2 separate regions of the Mus musculus genome follow, and region 1 is linked to region 2. The links are chromatin contacts, called in public targeted proximity ligation maps. All regions are on one chromosome and are shown on one strand. The core of a region is the stretch at or near the end of the contact, and the rest is flanking DNA. Distances in the headings are between cores, read along the strand shown.

What was found.
Region 1: a targeted proximity ligation map of extraembryonic endoderm stem cells shows a contact between it and region 2. A contact is called at or near these places in 1 of 39 promoter capture datasets (cranial neural crest), 5 of 484 Hi-C or Micro-C datasets (B cells, the C2C12 cell line, embryonic stem cells and 2 more), 16 of 130 datasets of targeted methods (the HPC-7 cell line, the SCID.adh cell line, SST interneurons and 12 more) and 2 of 9 other capture datasets (adipose tissue and liver).

The regions. Positions count from the first base shown.
Region 1 is chr19:5,843,020-5,846,949 of GRCm38.p6, forward strand. It overlaps Neat1 (nuclear paraspeckle assembly transcript 1 (non-protein coding)), which reads right to left and starts at 2,459. Exons shown (of 1, transcript NR_131212.1): 1 at 1-2,459.
Region 2 is chr19:5,738,672-5,743,098 of GRCm38.p6, forward strand. It overlaps Ltbp3 (latent transforming growth factor beta binding protein 3), which reads left to right and starts at 2,229. Exons shown (of 28, transcript NM_008520.3): 1 at 2,229-2,314; 2 at 2,664-3,891. The coding sequence starts at 3,570.

The DNA.
Region 1 (3,930 bases), core at 1,209-3,708, 100 kb after region 2:
AGAGCCCACAACGGGAGGCGTTTACAAGCCCCTCCCCAGCTTCACTTCTTGGCAATCAGCTTCCCCCCACCAGGCTCCACCCCTGTGGCCTGCCTAGGTCAGGGTAGTGACAACCATCTATTGAGCAACTAAGAAAAGCTTTTCAATGTCACCCTTCCCCATTCAACAGTGAAGCAAAACAATTTTGCTCTTCCCCTTGTAGGATTTTGGTATTTTCCAAGCAACTGCATCTCAAAGTAGTGCCACCTGCAGGGATTTACCATCAGCCTTTAGATTTTCATGTGAACTATTTAGTTCCCAAACTGTTATTCCCATCAACCCACGGTTCCAGGCACAATCCTCACCCGCACCCCGACTCCTTCAACCCACCAATGCCAAGCTGAGCCCTGCTTTCTCCCACAAGTCCCATATCTGGTGCCAAAAGTATTATTCCCAAGCTTGATCCATAACTCAGGTTTCACCTTGGAAGGCCATTGTTTCAGGACACTGTCATCTGAGCAGGGCTGTGAACCCAGGCCAGCCTGGTATACACAGCCAGGCCCTAAGTCATAAAAGCTAATGAACAAAAGGGGCCAGAACCACTGTTGCCACTCAACCACCCAGTATCAAATCCACACCCTGGGAGAGACCATTCCCAGGGACCACTTCGGGCCCACGGATCCCTTTTAGTCCAGAAGACGTCCCAAAGCCCAAATTAGATACGGCATCTACCAAGTCGGCAGAATTTGTGGCTAACTTGCGCCTTCCCACTGTTAAACCACAAACCCTACCCATTTTACAACCAGCTCCATCTAAGGAAGATTCCTCCACACCAGTCATTTACAACCCAACAGCTTTCCCCAACACCCACAAGTTTTCAGTTAAGAATCCCTCTGACCAATGCAGAGGCAGGCAGGCTGCAGAAGCAGGGAAGGTGGGCGAGGTCACTGGGGTCCCGATCTACAGTGCAGCACGCTGCGCAGACGTTAAAGTGTCCTACACCTTACGCAATCTTCTCGAGGCCAAGTTCGCAGCACAGAACTACAAAGGCTGGATGGAGGCTTGTTTAGAAGATGCAGCAGTCGAACGCCTCTACCCCCATGAAAAAGGGTGCCTGCTGCCATTCATGCATCCGCAAAGAATGATGCTCCCAGAACAAGACATTCATCTGGAACATTCACAGCCGACGGCCCCTCCGGCTGGAAGCACCTGCCCACCCCCTACAAGCTGACTTCAACGATGGCCTCCTGAGCACAGGGCTTCCTGAGAAAGGCCTGGACCCAGGGCAGGGACGCGCTTCCTAAGCCTCTGGAATTCACTGTGTAGGCGTCAACCGAGGCCGCTGTCTCCTCCAGGGTGAGCCCTCCTGCACTGCTACGACTCACACTGGCAGGGGCTCCATATCTCCTGGTGCCATCTGCTTGCCATGGTGAACACTATAGTGATAAACCACGTCCATGAAGCATTTGGGTGACCGGAAACATGGCTGTGAGCCCACCCCAGGGTCCACACTCACGTCCCGCCCTCTGTGAATCAACACCATCCCTCCCCGCCCAGTCAGGGTGTCCTCCACCTTTACCAAAATGCCGTGCCCAAGACTCCAGCACCGACTCTACATCCTCCACAGGCTTACCGGACGACCCAGGGGCAAGGTTTTAAGTGACCCCTTAACCTCAGAGTGAGGGGCAAGAGTAGGGAAGAGTGAGACCACAGAAGAGGAAGCACGGAACCTAGGCAAAGTCCAGAGAGGGCACTGCTATCTGAAAAATAAAGTTGTGATTAATGTGGCCCCAAGACTTGCGCCTTCAATCTCCATGGTCCCCGCCTGGCAGACCTGACAGTAAAAACAACTTGTCTCTGCAGCCTCCTCCGGCCTCCCCTCGCACCCCGAAGTGGGTGCAGACAGGCCACACCCAAATTACATACCACCCTGGGCCAGAGCTGTCCGCCCAGCGAAGCTAAGTCCACCTTCCATAAGACCAGGCCTCATCCCCAGGTGGGTTCACAACCCCTTATCTGGAAAAAAAGGGGTCTGCTGGTTTTGTCAAGATCAAAGGCGACCTCCACTACGCACCTAGTCCTGCCCCACTGCCTGTCCTCTATGATTTCCGGGGCCTTCAAGGGCCCCCAGTCCACCCGTCTCCATCAACTGCTGCTCTGCCACTCAAGTTAGGACACTGCCCCCATGTAGGCCTGTGAAACTTGTGCCCTCCTGGACGTCAAGTGCCAGCAGACAGCAGGGATAGCCTGGTCTTGAAAGCTGCTGGTTCTTTGTGGATTGTTAAAGGCGCTTTGGAAGCTGCCTTCCACACGTCCACTGTCCCAAAATCTAGTCTCCTTTATACTTAGCCCCGCTTCTCCTCGCACCCCCATCCTAGTGGCTGCCTCTAATTCTGCCACCTCTCTCATCTGAGCCCTGAACTGGCCACTGCCTCCCCACCACTAGCCCCAAGAGCGAGCCCTCCTTGTCACTAACTCCTACAGGTGGAGGTTACAACTTTTGCTTTTATACTCTTGTGTCGCGTCACCCAAACACTGCTAAACGGAACGATTCCTCCACGGGCACTTAAAAAAAAGTTCCTCCCCGACCTAGCCACAGAGCCAAAGGAGCCCACGAGGGGCGGGTCATGGCCTCCGTCAACCGCCACTCCCTCAGATTGCTCAATGATCCTTTTCTGCTCCTAGCGGTGCGTCACAGGATGAAGGGCATATCCAAAGATGATATTTGGGCGGTGAACACCACCGGGGATAAGTAAGTCCCCTTTGCTGCTGAAGGGTAGGGTCAGCTGTTGGGGAAGAGGGTCACACCGAATGTCAGCGCTGAAGGAAAAGTACACGGGTCGCCTCAGGTCACCACGCCCCGACGAGGTCCGAAAGTAGGGCCGGCAGAAAGCCTGGAAAATTCCACTCGGTGGCGGAGGGATCTCTGCGGTGGCGCGTCAGGCGGTAGGGGTGGGGGGGTTGGGGCGGGACCGGGCGCGTGACTTCTCGGGCGTTGCCGCCGCCTGCTCGCAGGGTGACGTCAGTGCGGGCAGCAGCAGGGTGGGGGTGGGGAAGAACTATCCCAGCAGCTTGGGTGGAATGCTTAATTGCGTCTAAGGTTAATTAAATTGCGGGAAAGGTGGTTGCAAGCTATGATAAAGCAAGACTTTTGTATGGTACACATGCATATAGAATGAATGTGTGTATGTAATGTTTATGGTTGAAGAGCGCCCAGTACAGTTAAGTGATTTTAGAAAACATTTTTGCTTTTGGGTGTGGTATAGTGAGAAAAAATATTTTTAAGCTGCATTTCTCTGCGACAGTGTATGGTGGAGTTCAAGGCGTGGGTTTAATGACCACTGGGGGAGCCAGGCTGGCTGTCTACTTGGGGTGGGGTCCAGCACAGGTCCAAAAGCAAACGTTGTCCACAAACAAGGGCTTAGTGAGGGTTTTGAAAAGGGGAATTGTCACCGCCCATGTCAGTGAGGAGCTCGGACAGTCTGACAACCCCCCACCCCCACCCCACCCCGCCATGAAGCATCTACTCAGCTCTTCTGCCACCTGCCTCCACATCCCCCCCCCCCCATACTCCCCAAAATAAAAAAGCTGGTTCAAGCACGCAGAATGAAAAAGGCAGCTGGCAGAATTAACTGCCCGGAAGTCTCCTCCCAGGCTCGACACCCACTCTACAAACAAAACCACCCAGTGACAACAGGCTCCCTTAGCAACCCGGAGGAGGGAAGGAGGGGGTTGTTTTCCGGCCTCTAGCATATGGAATCTGCAAGCAAGGCCCGGCCTAGACTGCACCCTCCCGTTCCCGGAAAACTGGTGACTCTCTCTCTCATGTGACCAGCACAGAGGGTGATTATGTGGCAAGTGCTGGCTTGCTCACCGGTTCTTATGCCACGTAGATTCCTGCGCCTCACCCTTCTCCAAGGGCTAACCTAATCAGCCTTTTATTTATCTTTC
Region 2 (4,427 bases), core at 979-3,478:
GTCCCCCTCCCATATACAGAACTACACAGACATATACACACAAAATAAATAAAAGACAGCTCTGACAGCACACACCAGGGGAGGGACGACAGCTGGGGAAGACCTGCCTTAATGGTCTGGAATGGCCATGGTCTCCTTGGCCTTACAGAATTGTCTTCTACAAAGATGGCGGCTATGGATGGCTGTCAAGAAGGCTGGAAAAGGCAGTAGAGCATGGTGGCCGAGTGTGCTCAGCTGCCTCAGTTTACCCTGCAGATCTGCTCCACTTCCCTGCAGTATATTAGGTGGTCATACTACTGCACTGCCAGGACCAGCAAAATTGGAAACAAGAGGAGATTAGAGATAGCATCTATTGCTTGGGCTCCTTTCTGACAAACTGCAAGGAGGGACTCAGGGGTCTGTTGAGGGCCCACAGTTGTCTGAGGTCCGTCCCCCGCCCCCCCCCCCCCCCCCGCCCTGCAGCTTCAGGTCCAGGGTTCTCTTCAGTTAGCCTGGGCATATAAAGGCTTTTCTCATAGTCTCCTCAATGGTGATGAGTAAGGTCTTCCCTCCGATATTAGTCTGTGAGTACAGCAGGAGGGGGTGTCTTTCCTAGACAGTCTCTCCACCCTGCTTAACTCACCAGCCTGAAGGGTACCAGCCACTCCTTGCTGAGGCCCTGAGAGCCTAAGGAGTCTACCAAAGATCACATCTGTGGACAGTCACTGCCAGACGATCTAAGCTGGACTCATTGCTCCTTCCTGACCCTGAGTCCCTGCAGCAGCCCAAGACAAGGGTTGTCTCCACTCCCACTCACAGCAACACATGCTGCTGGTCATATACTCCTTCTAGAATGTTCCTTTTGGCTTTTCCACATCAAGTTCCTTTCATGTCACTCTGACGCCCCTACTGGGTCTCTGGGATAACTATCTCTCCTCCCTGGTGCACAAGAATGGCAGCTTGCCTGTTTCTGTGGGCCCTTCTCGTGAACTACTGAGTCACCTTTCCCACAGAGTAACATTCCCTGTGTGCTCAGGAATGAGCCTATGTTCCAGTCTGTCATGGGCTCAGGTGTCTCTGCTCAGAAGACTTGAAAGGGACCTCCATAGTGTCCCTCTCCTGTCTTTTTCTCTCACCTGCCAGGGGATGAAGCCAAACCCTGAGACCACATCACCTGCTTCTCTGTATCATTTACTTCACAATGGCGCGACTTTCCACAGTCCCAAATCAAACAGCCACATCCTTCCAAGAGGTGTGCGGTGGGCAGATCCTCATCGGCCCTGATACAGTGCCCGCTGATCCAAATTCCTCACAGTGACTTACATACCCACTCAGACCACAGCTGCACTGCCCTCTGCCCTTCCCACCGTGTTGCTCGCCTGGCTTTTCCTCTGACTTGGAAAGGACAGCGGTTTTTTTTTTTTTTTTGGTTTGGAAGTTTGTTTGTTTGTTTGTTTTCTCACTCTTGACTCTGCAAGACTCATTGCAGTCCTTTTCACCTTTCTCGGCTTCCCAGCATGCCCCAAGGCTCCCCTCATTACTTCCCTTCACTATGGAAAAGCGTGTTTGAAGGAAGCTGTCCCAGACCCCCACAGCCCACCACTCCTTTTGTTTCACAGTTGGGTGACTAGATCTCATTCCATGGGCAAGAATTCCAAGGCTTGGAGAGCACGAGATTCCAAGCCTGGACTGTTTGACAGCGCCTTGTTCCAAGGTGAGCCTCTGCCTACTCTGCACAGGGGAGGGTCAGGTTTACACCAGTTCAAAGGAAAAAATGAATGTAAGAGCGCTCAGCACCACTCCTGCCAGGTGGAAAGTATTCAGTGTTACTGTTGCAACAGTGTTACTAGAGCAGGGGGAGGGGTCCCCCCTCCCAAGTCCTCCTAGATTCTAGCAGCAAGGAATCCTCTTGGGACACAGAGGTCACCCCCTGCCAGCATTGCAGCAGTAGGCTGTACTGAGCAGCGCCTGAGCTACTGAGCAATTCAAGCAGAACTCATCAAATGGCCTCCCTCAGTCCCTCCGAAGCTACCCAAATAAACTCAGCCTTAAAGTAAAAAAAAAAAAAAAACCAAAAAACAAAAAAAACCACCATTAGCTCTTTGGAAAGGTGTGCCTAAAGCCGAGCCCAACCCCCTCTTCCCATCAGATTACCACCCCCTGATTCCCCTGGAGAGGGCCTGGCATGAACCAGACTTGGCATGGTTCTGACCCTGGTCACCCTTAGCCCTACTAAGTTCTTTTGAGTCAGACACTGGATCCTGGGGCTTCCTAGCACGTTCTCACAGTATTGTCCAGATCCGGGACACCACAGCCTCCCCTTTCAGACCAGTGAGTAAGTCTAGCTCTTCTACAGCCTTGAGCAAATTCAAGACCCTTCCCCACCCCCCTGTCAACCCCTGCCCCAGGGCCCTGCTGGGCTTCTCCCCAGCCCCCTGAGCACTCAAGTAGCACTCCCTTCTCCGGCTGTTAGCCTGGGAAGGGGGCCAGGCCCTGAGCTCAGACCTTGGCGATTCCAGAGTGTCTGAGGCCCAGAGCCAGCGCCGCCAGCCAGGCCAGACGAGGGGAAGGGGGGAGGTGGCAGGGTGGGCACCAGGAAGCCCTCTAAGGAGCGGGGGGGGGGGGGGGAACATTGGCAGGGAAGCCAGGTTTCTAGCTTTGTTCTTTCTGCTCTTCTTCTTGAGGCCACAGGGTTCTCCCCGGCCAGTAAACCCTGGCCAGAAGGTGCTCTCTCCTGCTTAAATCCTTTCCTTCGAGAGAAGACAGGACCAGGAATAAGGACCCATGACTTCAGGGCTTCGAGAACCCCTACATGTACAAAGGCCAATGGGCAAAAGTTAACAGACCTCTGATCCTCCAAGCAAGGACCATCTGCCTCGGTTTCCCCATTTTGACCAGGTGGAAAAGTAGTTGGGCGGGGGAGGTGTGCACAGGCCTCTGCACCCCGCCCGGAGGAATCTGGCGGAGTCCCCAGGTGAGGATTCTTCTGGAAAGAACCCAGGTCGGTTCCTGCGCGGGGCGGGCACCTAGGGGGCTGCCCCCACTCCAACCGGCGCCCTCCCTGCCGCACATCGTCGCTTCTCCGGGCAGCAGCGAAAGACGCTTGAACCAGAAGGAAAAAGAGAGAGGAGAAAAAAAAATTGTCTCCCTGGCCCCGGGCCAGCGTCCCAGCCCCCCTCGCCGCCGGCGCGCTCCAGCCAGGGAAAACAACTGCTCACTTCTCCCTGCGTCCTCCCCGCGCGCTCCCTGCTTCCCGGCGGCCGCGGGAGAGGAGCCCGGCCAGGGGGAGGCGCGGAGCGGGCTGGCCGCCCGGCCTTCCTCTCCCCTCGCTCCTCCTCTCCGCCTCCACTTGCTCCGGCCTCCTCGCTGCGGCCTCAGTTCGGGGCCTGGCTGGGTTTCTCCCGGCCAGGGAAGTTTCTTCGCTCTACCCTCAGTGCAGCTTCCATCGCTCTCCCTCGCAACGGGGATCCCGGCCGCTCCTGCTGTCCCCTCCCTACCCTTGGCTTCTCGCCCCGCTCTGCCCTCTGCTACCAACACTCGATCCCCTGCTCGGGCTCGACCTCCAATCTCCGAGGGTCGTGCGGCCCCGGATGCCCGGGCCCCGAGGGGCTGCCCACGGCCTGGCCCCTGCGATGCGCCAGGCCGGGGCATTGGGGCTGCTGGCACTACTCCTGCTGGCGCTGCTGGGCCCCGGCGGCGGGGCCGAGGGTGGGCCGGCCGGCGAGCGGGGCACAGGCGGGGGCGGGGCGCTGGCCCGCGAACGCTTCAAGGTGGTCTTTGCGCCAGTGATCTGCAAGCGGACCTGTCTGAAGGGCCAGTGTCGGGACAGCTGTCAGCAGGGCTCCAACATGACGCTCATCGGAGAGAACGGCCACAGCACCGACACGCTCACCGGTTCTGGCTTCCGCGTGGGTGAGGGCCAGGGGGCTCTGGCTGGGGACATAAGGAAGGGCAGGCAACAGCACCAGGCAGGAAACAGAGTGGAGCATTGGGGATAAGAGATGGGGAGCTGGGATACATCGATCGCGGATCTGGGGCCAGGGCTCTGAGAGGCTGCGGTCCATGGAAGACAGAGTGAGGTGCTGGGCTTTTAAGTATTGGATAAGGGTTGAGGCTTAAGCTCGGGTCTCGGATGACACAGAACTCCTGGGAGGTGCTCAGTTTGAAGAGGGAGCGTACAAGGGGTTGGAGAGATGAGAGCAAGGGTAGGAATTCACGCAGAAGGGGGTAAATATTTCACCCCCCAAACAGAAATCTTTCAACTGTCTCAAGTTTGGCCTGGTGGAAGGAGACACCTGTGTTCTCAGGAAGGCGGAGCTAGGATCAGGACTGGAATGAGGGACTTAGCTCTTGGCAAAATCTGAGGGGAAAAGGCTTTGAGGCCTAAGAAGTAGGGTACTAAATAATGGCACTGACCTGATGGGGGGAGAGAGAGGTGTCATTTGGGG